Regions from separate parts of the Mus musculus genome. Here region 2 is linked to region 1. A link is a contact called in public Hi-C data. All regions are on one chromosome and are shown on one strand. Each heading gives the region's core, a stretch centred on a gene start, on an enhancer-like site or on the middle of the called end of the contact. The rest is flanking DNA. Distances are from core to core; before and after follow the strand shown.

The links. Hi-C and Micro-C count contacts between places; a contact is called where the count stands out from the background.
Region 2: a Hi-C map of the N1E-115 cell line shows a contact between it and region 1, with 4 times the contacts expected there. The contact joins two enhancer-like sites. A contact is called at or near these places in 1 of 484 Hi-C or Micro-C datasets (the N1E-115 cell line), 2 of 115 datasets of contacts at active chromatin or transcription factors (bone marrow-derived dendritic cells and embryonic stem cells) and 1 of 9 other capture datasets (embryonic stem cells).

Annotation. Positions count from the first base shown.
Region 1 is chr13:99,646,198-99,651,317 of GRCm38.p6, reverse strand. No RefSeq gene overlaps it. Among named protein-coding and RNA genes, the nearest start is that of Gm24471, 44 kb to the left of the region's middle. Within about 2 kb of position 3,272, at least 41 of the 459 cell types and tissues checked have an H3K27ac peak or open chromatin away from gene starts, as enhancers often do. A contact at or near this core is called in the N1E-115 cell line, where this site is marked.
Region 2 is chr13:99,791,742-99,797,077 of GRCm38.p6, reverse strand. No RefSeq gene overlaps it. Among named protein-coding and RNA genes, the nearest start is that of Gm24471, 100 kb to the right of the region's middle. Within about 2 kb of position 2,422, at least 33 of the 459 cell types and tissues checked have an H3K27ac peak or open chromatin away from gene starts, as enhancers often do. A contact at or near this core is called in the N1E-115 cell line, where this site is marked.

The DNA.
Region 1 (5,120 bases), core at 2,023-4,522:
GCAGAATAGCTGTTATGATTGATTCCTTTGGGAAAGTGCTTCATTTCAGGGTAGAAGAATTGGGCCAACAACTAACACATGCTCTCTGTTTCTCTCTGCCTGTGTCTCAGTCTCTCTGTCTCTCTCTGACTGTGTCTGTCTCTCTGTTTCTCTCTCCCTGTCTCTATCTATCATCTATCTATCTATCTATCTATCTATCTATCTATCTATCTATCTATCTATCTATCTATCTATCTCCTGCCCCTACTTCCCAAGTTCTGGGGTTATAGCTGAATGCTACCAGGCGTGGTTTCCTAGAGGGCCCATTACATGCTCTACCAACTGAGTGATATCTCCAGCCCCTATGACTTGCCTCTTGATAGTTTGTGGCTTACTGCGCTCACTCTTGGTCCCACATTTCTCAGGGTACCCTGGAAGCTTCCCATCCAACTTGCTATTTCCCTCACTTGATAGAAAACTAACCATTGTCCCATTGCTTCTCTGAAAGTCCTCTAGGTCTTTTAGAGTCAGTACACAGCCATCCAATTAATTTGTGAAATCCAAGTAGGTAGGACCCTCTGTGGGATGCTTGACTCTGGTTGAGATATAAAACTTCAATTTCTAACTCCCTAGCTCTGAGGGGAAGATATGGCCTTATCAAGGCTGCCCAGCAAAAAAAGTGTTCTTTATATACCTACCCAGCTCATCACCAAGTAGGGTGCTGTATCCACTCAGGAAGCATCCAGAGATTTCCCATGAATATTTGTTACATCATTTCAAGCTTCAGTGGGGCTGGATCTGACGGCTATGTTGGCTGGGTACCAATTCTGAGTTTGGAATATCGCTCGGCTCTTTGTTCCTCCTCCCTCCACACTGCCCATCCCTTAGCCTGACTCACCTCTTCTAGAACCTTCTCTGTCCTTTCCCAAGTGATGGGGCAATTCACTAAATGTGCTGCCCAGCCACCCCCAGATGCCAGCTAGAGAGACCAATTTATAGAAATAAAGTGTCCCCAAGTTGTAATTGGGTCATTCTCCATAAATTTGCAAACCAGCTACTGGAGTTAACAACTTTTTTATTCTCATAGAAGCAATGCTGTGCCCCAGAAGCCAGCTGATATATAATACAGCTGGCTTATCACTGACGTGAGAGATCTGAATGCAGAACATGTATGGGTGTAGAAGAGGACACAGTGCTGGAGCAGGGTTGTGGGCAGGATGAGACCTGTCCATCAGTGTGCTGAACTGGTGATCCTAATAAACAGTCCTGTGCATGCATCCTCCTGTGGTCCTGTCCTGAGCAAGCATCCTCCTGTGGTCCCGTCCTGTGCAAGCATCCTCCTGTGGTCCTGTCCTGTGCAAGCATCCTCCTGTGGTCCTGTCCTGGGCAAGCATCCTCCTGTGGTCCCGTCCTGTGCATGCATCCTCCTGTGGCTCCGGAACCAGCAACGAATGGGACTTGGGGTTTGAAGCAGTTAAGCCAACACCTACCAGCTCGGGGTATCACCTATAACAGCAATTATTCACCAGTATTGCTGGATTCAAGTACCCTAGCGAAACACACTGCTGACAAACCGATATCTGAAATGCTTGGGACCAGAGTGTTTGGGGCTTTAATTTTTTGCATATTTTGGGATATTTGCACATATTTAGTAAGATCTTGGGGAAAGAGCTAGAGTTTAACCCCATGATTTGTAAGCACATTGCACCTACAGCCTGGATGTGATTTTACTCAATATCCCTAGTACCTTTGTTTGTTAAGTTTAATGGTGTGAGATTTCCTACTGTAGCCTCATGCTGGGACTTGACACATTTCAGCACTCAGTGTTTCAGATTTTGGAGTGCTTTGGAGCTTTTTGGATTGGGGATTTTTTTTGATTATGGGTGTTCAACCTGGATCTTTGATCAGACCAGATCCCAAATTATCAGACCTGGGATCCATTCTGATTCTCCAAAGTTGTGATTTTTGCTGCACTTTAATCCAATATTTGTGGATTTAACAGAGGGCAAGAATATCCAAGTTCTTATACATCTCTTTAATGCTGTTTCCAGCCCCCCGCACTAGCATTGACTGCCTCAAATCCTATGCATAAAGTACCAGGAATAGACAGTCGAATTCAATGCATGAAGGAACGTGCTCACCTACTCACACCCATCCTTAGCAAGACACCATTTCCTTTAGAGGAAATAACCTCAGACCAGACACTGGGAGATGTTCACTTACACCAATACTTCTGCTAGCCTTGGAATCTTGTTTTTAAGGAAGGTGTAGACAAACACAGATGTGTTTCCACCAAGAGAGCTTCTGGGCATACAAGTAAGACATGGAGCTTGGGGATTGGGGGAGGGGGGAATTGAGGTTCAGGTTGGTCTTTTGCTCTGGAGTCCAGCATCTCTTAGTAACAGTGGCAGATCTTTTTCTCTATGTAAATCAACCAAGAGACTAGTGAGGCTCCAGAGCTGATCACCCACCTTCTCATAGCAGTGCTGTCTGGGTTGTTAGCTATGGGAGTGGTAAAAGACAGGTAGGTGGTTTAGCAAAGAGTAAGGGTGTGGCAAACCCTGGAGCCGCCCCTCTACAGTGCTATTTTGAACTGATGTTCAAAATAAATTCTGATGTTCAAGTTTCTTATGTCTCTGCAGATGTCTGCTTTGTTTCTTTTTGTCTCTCTTCTTCTCCCCTCCTCTCCTCTTCTCTCCCCTCCCTCTTCCTCCCCTCTCCTCTTCTCCTCTCCTATGTCATCATTCCTCTTCCTACTCCCCACTTCTAATATAACATTTATTTTGAGACAAGGTCTCATGAATCCCGGGTAGTCCTCAAACTTACTGTAGCCAAATATGACCTTGAACCCTTGAACTTCTTTTCTTTCCCTTCTTTTTTTCTATCTCTATAATTCCTCCAGAGTCCACTTTTCAAATATATATGGTCAATATATATATATATATATATATATATATATATATATATATAATTGTTTTGTATTGATTCCTTGTGAATTTCACACTATGCAGCCCAGTCTCACTCATTTCCCCATCCTCTCACATCTGTCTTCCACCCTAGCAACCTCCCCCCAATAGAAAACATACAAACAAAAAATAAACAAAACAGAGATAGAAAACTTCTCAAAGTGGAAGCTGTAGTGTGTCACAGTGTGTCCCACAGTATACCCCTCTGTCACAACATCTTCACTTGCAAATGTTCATTGCAATGAGTCATTGGTCTGGTTCAAGGTCTCTGGCTTCTGTGATATCATCAATACCACATCCTCCCCAGGACTCCTCCCAGTCCTCCTGTTGTTGCCGTGTGTCATGGAGATCTTGCAGCTTTGGAACAGCAGGACTGCCCTTTTTACACAGCCCAACAGTTCGCAGATAATGTAGACTTGGGGGTGGGCCAACTCAAAGCCCTGGGCCCGTGTGGTAGCTGAGCTGGTCAGTCTGTCTCCTCTCCCTTATCCACATCACCAGGGTGAGTTCTCCAGTACTGCTCTGACCTCTCATTGCTGCCAGCAGCAGGAGCAAGGTCAGCTCTCCTGCTCTCAGGCCCTAGAGGCCGGCTTATCCGTGCCTTTACCATCAGGGCAGCTTCACTGTGTTGTCCAGGAAAGGTGCCAACACTGCAGTGCTACAACTAGTGAGGGGCCTGGCTAGCTTCCCCGCCCTCAACACACACACATACACACTATGCATGCTGGACGGACAGGAGAAAACCAGCTAGAAAGACCTCAGGGCTGGCTCTCCCAACTACTGCAGGTGGAGGGTACACCATCCCACCCGTGCCCATTCCACCTCATAGAACACAAGCTCAGGCCCACAGGGTCGACTTCACCAAGGCAGCTCTACAGTGCTGCCCAGGTGAGGTGCAGGGCCCACTTTCCTGAGAGCTGCAGCCAATAACAGGGAAGGGCCAGCTCTCCTACTCTCATGACCCAGGGGCCAGCTTTCCCGCCTGCTGGAGGTGGCAAGGGGAGACTGGGGAGAGGAATCATTTTTCTAGCCACACCACCACACAGCAGATGAGTGATAGGGTCAGCTCGCCCACACTCAAGCCTTCAGGGTTGACTCACCTGCACCCCCCCACCAGAGCCATCTTCACTGTGCTGCCCAGGTGAGGCACAGGGCCTGCTTTCCCAAATGCTGTGGCCAGTGAGGGGGCAGGGCCAGTTCTACACAGGCCCTGCTCATCCAGGGGGTCCCTGGCAGCTGCCCAGACCAGGGGCATCCTATGGTCTCCAGTGATAACACAAGTCACACATTGATACCAACCCCTGCCACTGAGAACCCACAGATCCAGACATGGCCCTCAGCAGCAGCTCAGGTTGGGACTTCACCTCAGGTGGCAGGGCTGGATGTCCCTAAGAGGTTTGTCCTCTCCACCCTGGAGTCTCCAGGTCCATGTCTCTCCATAATGCTCAAACTATTCCACTTCTCTTTCCCTGTCATCTGTCCACCACAGGTTTCCACATTGTAGTGGTTCCCACTGCAGGCAGGCCACACAGCTAGCCAGCCTTGGGTGACCTTTATCTACCTTGCATGGTGTGGCAACACACAACCCTAGGTGTCTATAACCCACTTTCTTGGCAAGGGGATGGCTGCATGTGTGGACATCTTCCCCTTTCTGTGTGGTGGTAGGAGGGGCTCTGTGTCACACACACACACACACACACACACACCTGCTGAATCCAGTTCGTGTTTAGAGTTTGTTAAGGTCACCCAGTTGGGATTGGGTAACCATCTTTCTTGAAGAAGACTGGTTCTCCCTGTCTTAGAAGGCACTGATTATTCTCAGCGCTTTATGAAGAGGCAAGGCCCTGTGATATTTCCATCATCCACATTGCTAGGTCAAGGGTCAAGTGGCACTATTGTATAGGTCTTGTTTAGGTGGCCATATTGTTGAGATTTTGTGGCTGCAGCTTCCTTAAAGACAGAGCAGACGTCTGTCTGTCTTGGTCATCTACTCTTAGGAATCCCCCACCCCACGCCTGCCGTTCCTCAAGCCCCGCATGTAGGAACTGTGTTATCAGTTCTTATCTGCATGTTGACAGGTTATGGATTTCTGTAATAGTCTTTATTTGCATAGAGGGTGAGAGCGACATGTACCTGCGGATATAAGGATGAGTATTTAGAATGCAGTTAGGAAGG
Region 2 (5,336 bases), core at 1,173-3,672, 150 kb before region 1:
TGCCTCTCTGCCAGTTACTTCCGGCTTGACCTTGTCAAAATTACTCCGTGTCTTTGTGTCTTAGTGTCTCGCTACAGAAAAACAGTGAATAGTAGTACCTACTTCAGAGAGTACCTACTTCAGAAGCTACATGCTGGTCAGCTTGGCGAATATGTAGATTCATTCAAAGGGTTAAATTCTAATCATCTAGGAATGTGTATCTCACACATCACGGGCTTTTATGACTCCTTGGTATTAGCATTTTTATTAAAATGGGCAAGAAAGCTAACTATCATTATTCCACATCATTTTTAAATGGCAAAAAGTAATTAGACAGGAAAAAATAAATCTGACCAAATATTGGAAAAGAGGAGACAAAATTATAATTTTCTGTGGATTGGCCATTTCGGGGAAGGGGTCTAAAAAATGAAAATCAACAAAAAAACCTCTTCAAAATTAAAATGAGAATTCAGTCAACTGCTCCCAACCAACTTTTCTTAACATTTTACAAGAGCCACTTAAAATATAAGATAATTAGGGGTGGCGGGGAGGTGACAGGAACCAACAAGCTCCATGGGGAATGGCAAAGCATTAGAAACACTACACAGGGACAGTGTGCCTTTTGGCAATAAGTCTTGCTATTGATGTGATGGCAATTCTGCCTAAATTAATTTAAGTTTCATTATACACTTTTAATCAAACCCAAATATTATTTTTATTTAAAAAATGACCCTCTGGATTATCTGGGCAAATAAACAATGAGAAGAGAGAGATTAAAAAAAATCATTGAAATAATTATAGTAGGGTGTCTGCCAGCACCAGACGTCAGAACACATTGAGAAAGTTGACATAGCTTAAATACTTCTACTGGTGGAAAGATAGAAAACAAACAAGCAAGCAAAAGCTTTAAGTGTTTATAAATGGGCCTTACATATATATTTAAAAGTTACTATATAACAAATTTTTTTTTCTTATGAATTAGAGTAAAAAGGAGAGCTAATTCCATCAGTGAATTTGGGGAATGGAAAACAGCTGGTAAACAGTGAGTGAACTTCTCTATTTCATGTGTTAATCTAAAAGATGGGAAGAGAAAGACCACCAACCCAAATCATCATGTCCAAATTAATTTAAAAAGTAACTAATTAAAGCAAGCTTTTTTTATGTGCCTCCACCTAAGGTGGGGTCTGAGAGACCAGCATTGGAAATGTGAAAGACAAAACATTTATAGCTCAGGAATAGGGAGTTTCCAAATGGGGGGATTTGGAGGGCAAAATAGCCGAGATTATAGGAGCAGAACATAGCCATAACAACTCAGTCCTAACGACCCCCTGAAACAAAGACAAGGTGGGCATGACAAAGTTGTCATAACTACAGGTAGTTATAACAAGATGGTCATAAAATCCTTTGAAACAAAGGTAGGGTTGCAAGATGGTTATAAACAACTTTTTGAAACAAAGGAGTAATCGCCACTCCTGAATATAGCATCATTTGTAATTAAGGTTACAGGTGAGATGTATCCCAATTCTTGATAAACAGATATTAATCATAAACAGGAATGAACCTAGTTTGTTTTTACTATAAGAAGACTTATAAGCCTAAGATAGGGGCAGGCTGGGTCTTCATACGAGTAACTCCAAAATAAGTTCTAAGGAGGACAGTCACTAAGTGGAGGCACATGAACCCACCAGTCAGCTTCCCATCTCTGAAGGGATACCTGATAAAAGCGTTAACTTGGCTCAGGATTGTAGGGGACACAACCTATGGTCTGTTGGCTCTGTTGCCTAGGCTCTTTGAGTCAAGGAAGGACATCATGGTGGGCAGAATGTGACAGAAGAAATTATTCACCTCATGGTATCCATATAAGAGGGACAGAGGGAGAGAAGAAAGAAGGCAGGATAAACATGGTCCAATATCCTCTTCAAGGACATGCCCCTGGTGACCACAGTTAAGCATGTTTACAGGAACAAGCATTTGTAGGTAGTCATTAAAATGTTCAAACATTTACTCCAAGCAGTTTCTAGCCAAAAGAACCTGAGGGCTATCACAATTGTTCCTTAAGGTAGTCCCCACCTCCCTTCCTCCCTGAGATTTGTCTTTCTAAAATAATAGGAAGTGGTTCTTACTAGTGACTATTTTAGTTAAGTAAACTTAACTAAAACTTTAATTTACAGTTCCTAGGCAAAGATTTGCAATAGGTTATATCATAAAAACAGCAGTAATTTCGTTTTGTTAGGTGTGTATATAAGAGTACAAAGCATCTATTTGTCTCATCTCCTCTGTATTCCCAAAGGGATTTAAGGGCCTCATATCTTGACCCCATTATCTCTCACTTTCTTCTTTGTCTTTGATGCTAGCCCACAGATAAGGTAGCAAGCCTATACTATGTCACCAACTGATGCTGCTTAGCGGAAGCTGAGTCCAGCCAGTGGAGCTGACTCATCCGTGTGATCCAAGTCTCTGGGATACAGCTTAGGCTGGCTGCGGTATTTCAGTGGGACTGTTCTCGATCAGTGAATGGTGACCTCGGTGGATGGGGTATATCTATCATTAATAAAGCCGTGCAAATAGAGAACAAGAGACACTGTGATCTTGGAATCCATAAATGGCAGAAGAGGAATTTAAAACATGATTAAAACAAGTCCAGCCAAAGTCCAGGGATGTGACGTTTTTCCTAGGATGGCAAAGCCCAGTCAGTCATTCTGCAAAACAAAGGAGAACTTACAGGACACTCTAATTTACTTCACTCAGTGGGGTAAACCAGGGTGACTAATACTGTTTTAATCTATGCATCCTTTGAGACCTGGGATATTGATATGTAAAAGCACTTAAACACACACTGTAATGGCCCAGGGCTGTCAAAGGCTGCTTTGAATTAGAAAGAGCTAGAAATATCCACATCGGAAGAGATCTGCCCAAGGCCTAGCACTATAAATAGTTCAGAGCAAGCCCTCTGGTTGCTGGGTTGGCCCAGGGCCTGGGCTCTTCCTTGGGGAGGCAAAGGGGGGGGGGACGGAGAAAATATGCAGGATGGAATCTGGGTATCTGTCTGCTGCTTTCCTGGTCACGCTGCCTTCTCAAGAAAAGCCCATTTGCCATTTGGGAAGTTTTCATCTCTCCTTTTCCTTTCTGCTTCTCTGTGGCATACAACCCACGGTTAAAATTCTCAGTGCAGCAGCAAGCAAGGCAAAGTGTTGCTGGCCCCTTTCTTGCGTTAGCTGTGAGATATTAGAAATACACAGCCTACTTACTGGCAGCCGAAGTTCTTGTTTCAGGGGTCTGTAGGAGGCAATGAAGCTGAAGCAATGGTAGGTGGGAACACGGAATGCCCGCATTTCTCTTAGGTTTTATCAGGCCCTCACAGTTCTCCTGGGAAGATATTGGGATGACATTTAGACAGATCTGCAGGACTGTGGAGGGCCCACAGATACAGACCCCAGTCATGTGACCCATGCGCCTTTTACTATCCCAGTGATCTATCAGTGATACAAACACAAAACACAGCTTTCACCTCAAGTGCAAGTAGTGATGGTTTATTCTAGAGCCAAATAGGAATGACAATGGCCCGGGGACCTGGACTCAGGTTCACCCAAATTTCATATTCCCATGTGACGACTGGTTCATGAAATTTGGAATTACAGAACAAAGGATGTCATAAACCAAGGCACTTTTCTCTTTGTTGGAAATACTCAGGCTTACAGCAAAACAGAGAACTCTCTGCTCTGGGCCTCAGATGTCCTGACGGGAGCCTGAGCTTGTGGGCTGGTGGATGCATGTGATCTGTTGAGTTAATACATCCTAAAAGAGTTAACATGATAGTACAGCAGTGTTAGGCCAGCCACAGAGGTGGGCGATGAATGGCTGCTAAGGGGGCTAAGGAAGGAAACCCAAGAGGATTTGGCACTGGGCCTGAAACATTCCAACTCTCTGGAACTGCTAAGTTTTAATCAATTCGTCAACCGGCCTTGTAGAATCCTGTTGGTTTTTTTTTTTTCCCTAGAAACTTCAGTTCACAATAATATGCAGATGCCGACCTTCCTCCCATACTCTGTACCCATGCAAGGCAGATCCCAAACTGTTTACAGAGAAATGGTCTCGCTCCTTTAGATCACAGTGATTTTTCAAACGTTCCCCTTCATTATGACCCAGCTGCTTCATATCCAGGTGACTGCATGGCCCACTGGGTCACGGTGAGAGTGTTGACTCTGAGGTCCTAGTCACGTATGTTGAAAAATCTTGGGCTGTCCAACTCCAAATGTACCACTTTAGTATAAGAAGAATTTTGAGATAAAAGCCAGACACAGGAAGAGTCCTCTTGCCTGCCTGGGTATGAAGTTCCCTTCGGGAAGGTGACATCCATTTGTTGAGGTCAGGCTGAAGCCTGATATAAAGTCACTCCAGATAGTTTAAAGCAAGCAGCTTTGACCCCCTTTTATGAATGGAGGGTAGATTTATAAACCGCATCATCTGTCTGGAACCAGCTACGCAGCACAGACATTTCAGTAAATGACTTATTATTGGGAGTTGAAAGGGCATCACTCTATAAATTTAATTGAGACTGTAAAGACACATGGCATATTAAAATCTTATAAAATCTCTCATGTGGAACCCATAAAGAGGTGGGCACATAGCACTGAGGGTGAAGGCCTCCGATTGATCTGCCATTTGACCACCCAGAGTGTGCACTAAGGGCTTACAGGCAGGGAAGTCCCGACCCAGCCTAGTTGACTCTGACTGCCTGTCCTCCTGTTTGCCTGTCTGGACCTGCCATCTGTCTGTCCACATTCCTTCATGTAGATCTGGTCCTATACTTTCACCTCTGTAGCTGGGCTTAGTTCTTCAGCTTCACTTGAAAACCTAAGATGCTTGCTGCCTCCCTAGGTTCCCAGCTTTCCCCCTGCATCTAAGCATGGTTATCACCGTGTCCATCCAAACCCTACTGACATTCCTATCAACTACTTCCAAAGCCTCCTGAAGCCTACTATGGCCCCTCAAGTTTTTATTGCCATTGGGTAGCCTGAATATGAGTAGTCATATGAATATATTTACTACATAACGTATAATTGTCTGGGGGTAAATAGTTAACTTTATAATAAAACCACCCATGCTTGCCTCAGACAGGACAACCAGCAGAAGCAGAAGTGTCTGGCAAATTGCTACAGTTGAAACTGCTGTACTGTGAATGTATTATCATTCAGTAAATTCAGACATTGCAGAAGGACACAGATGCGATCGTCCATGTCTCTGACAAAATGTGCTTATGACATGGCTCTTCTGAACCAGGTGAGGTTGTCATTGGGGGCACAATCTGCACTGAGATGCATCTGGACTAGACAAACTTTGCTGAAATAACATTCACT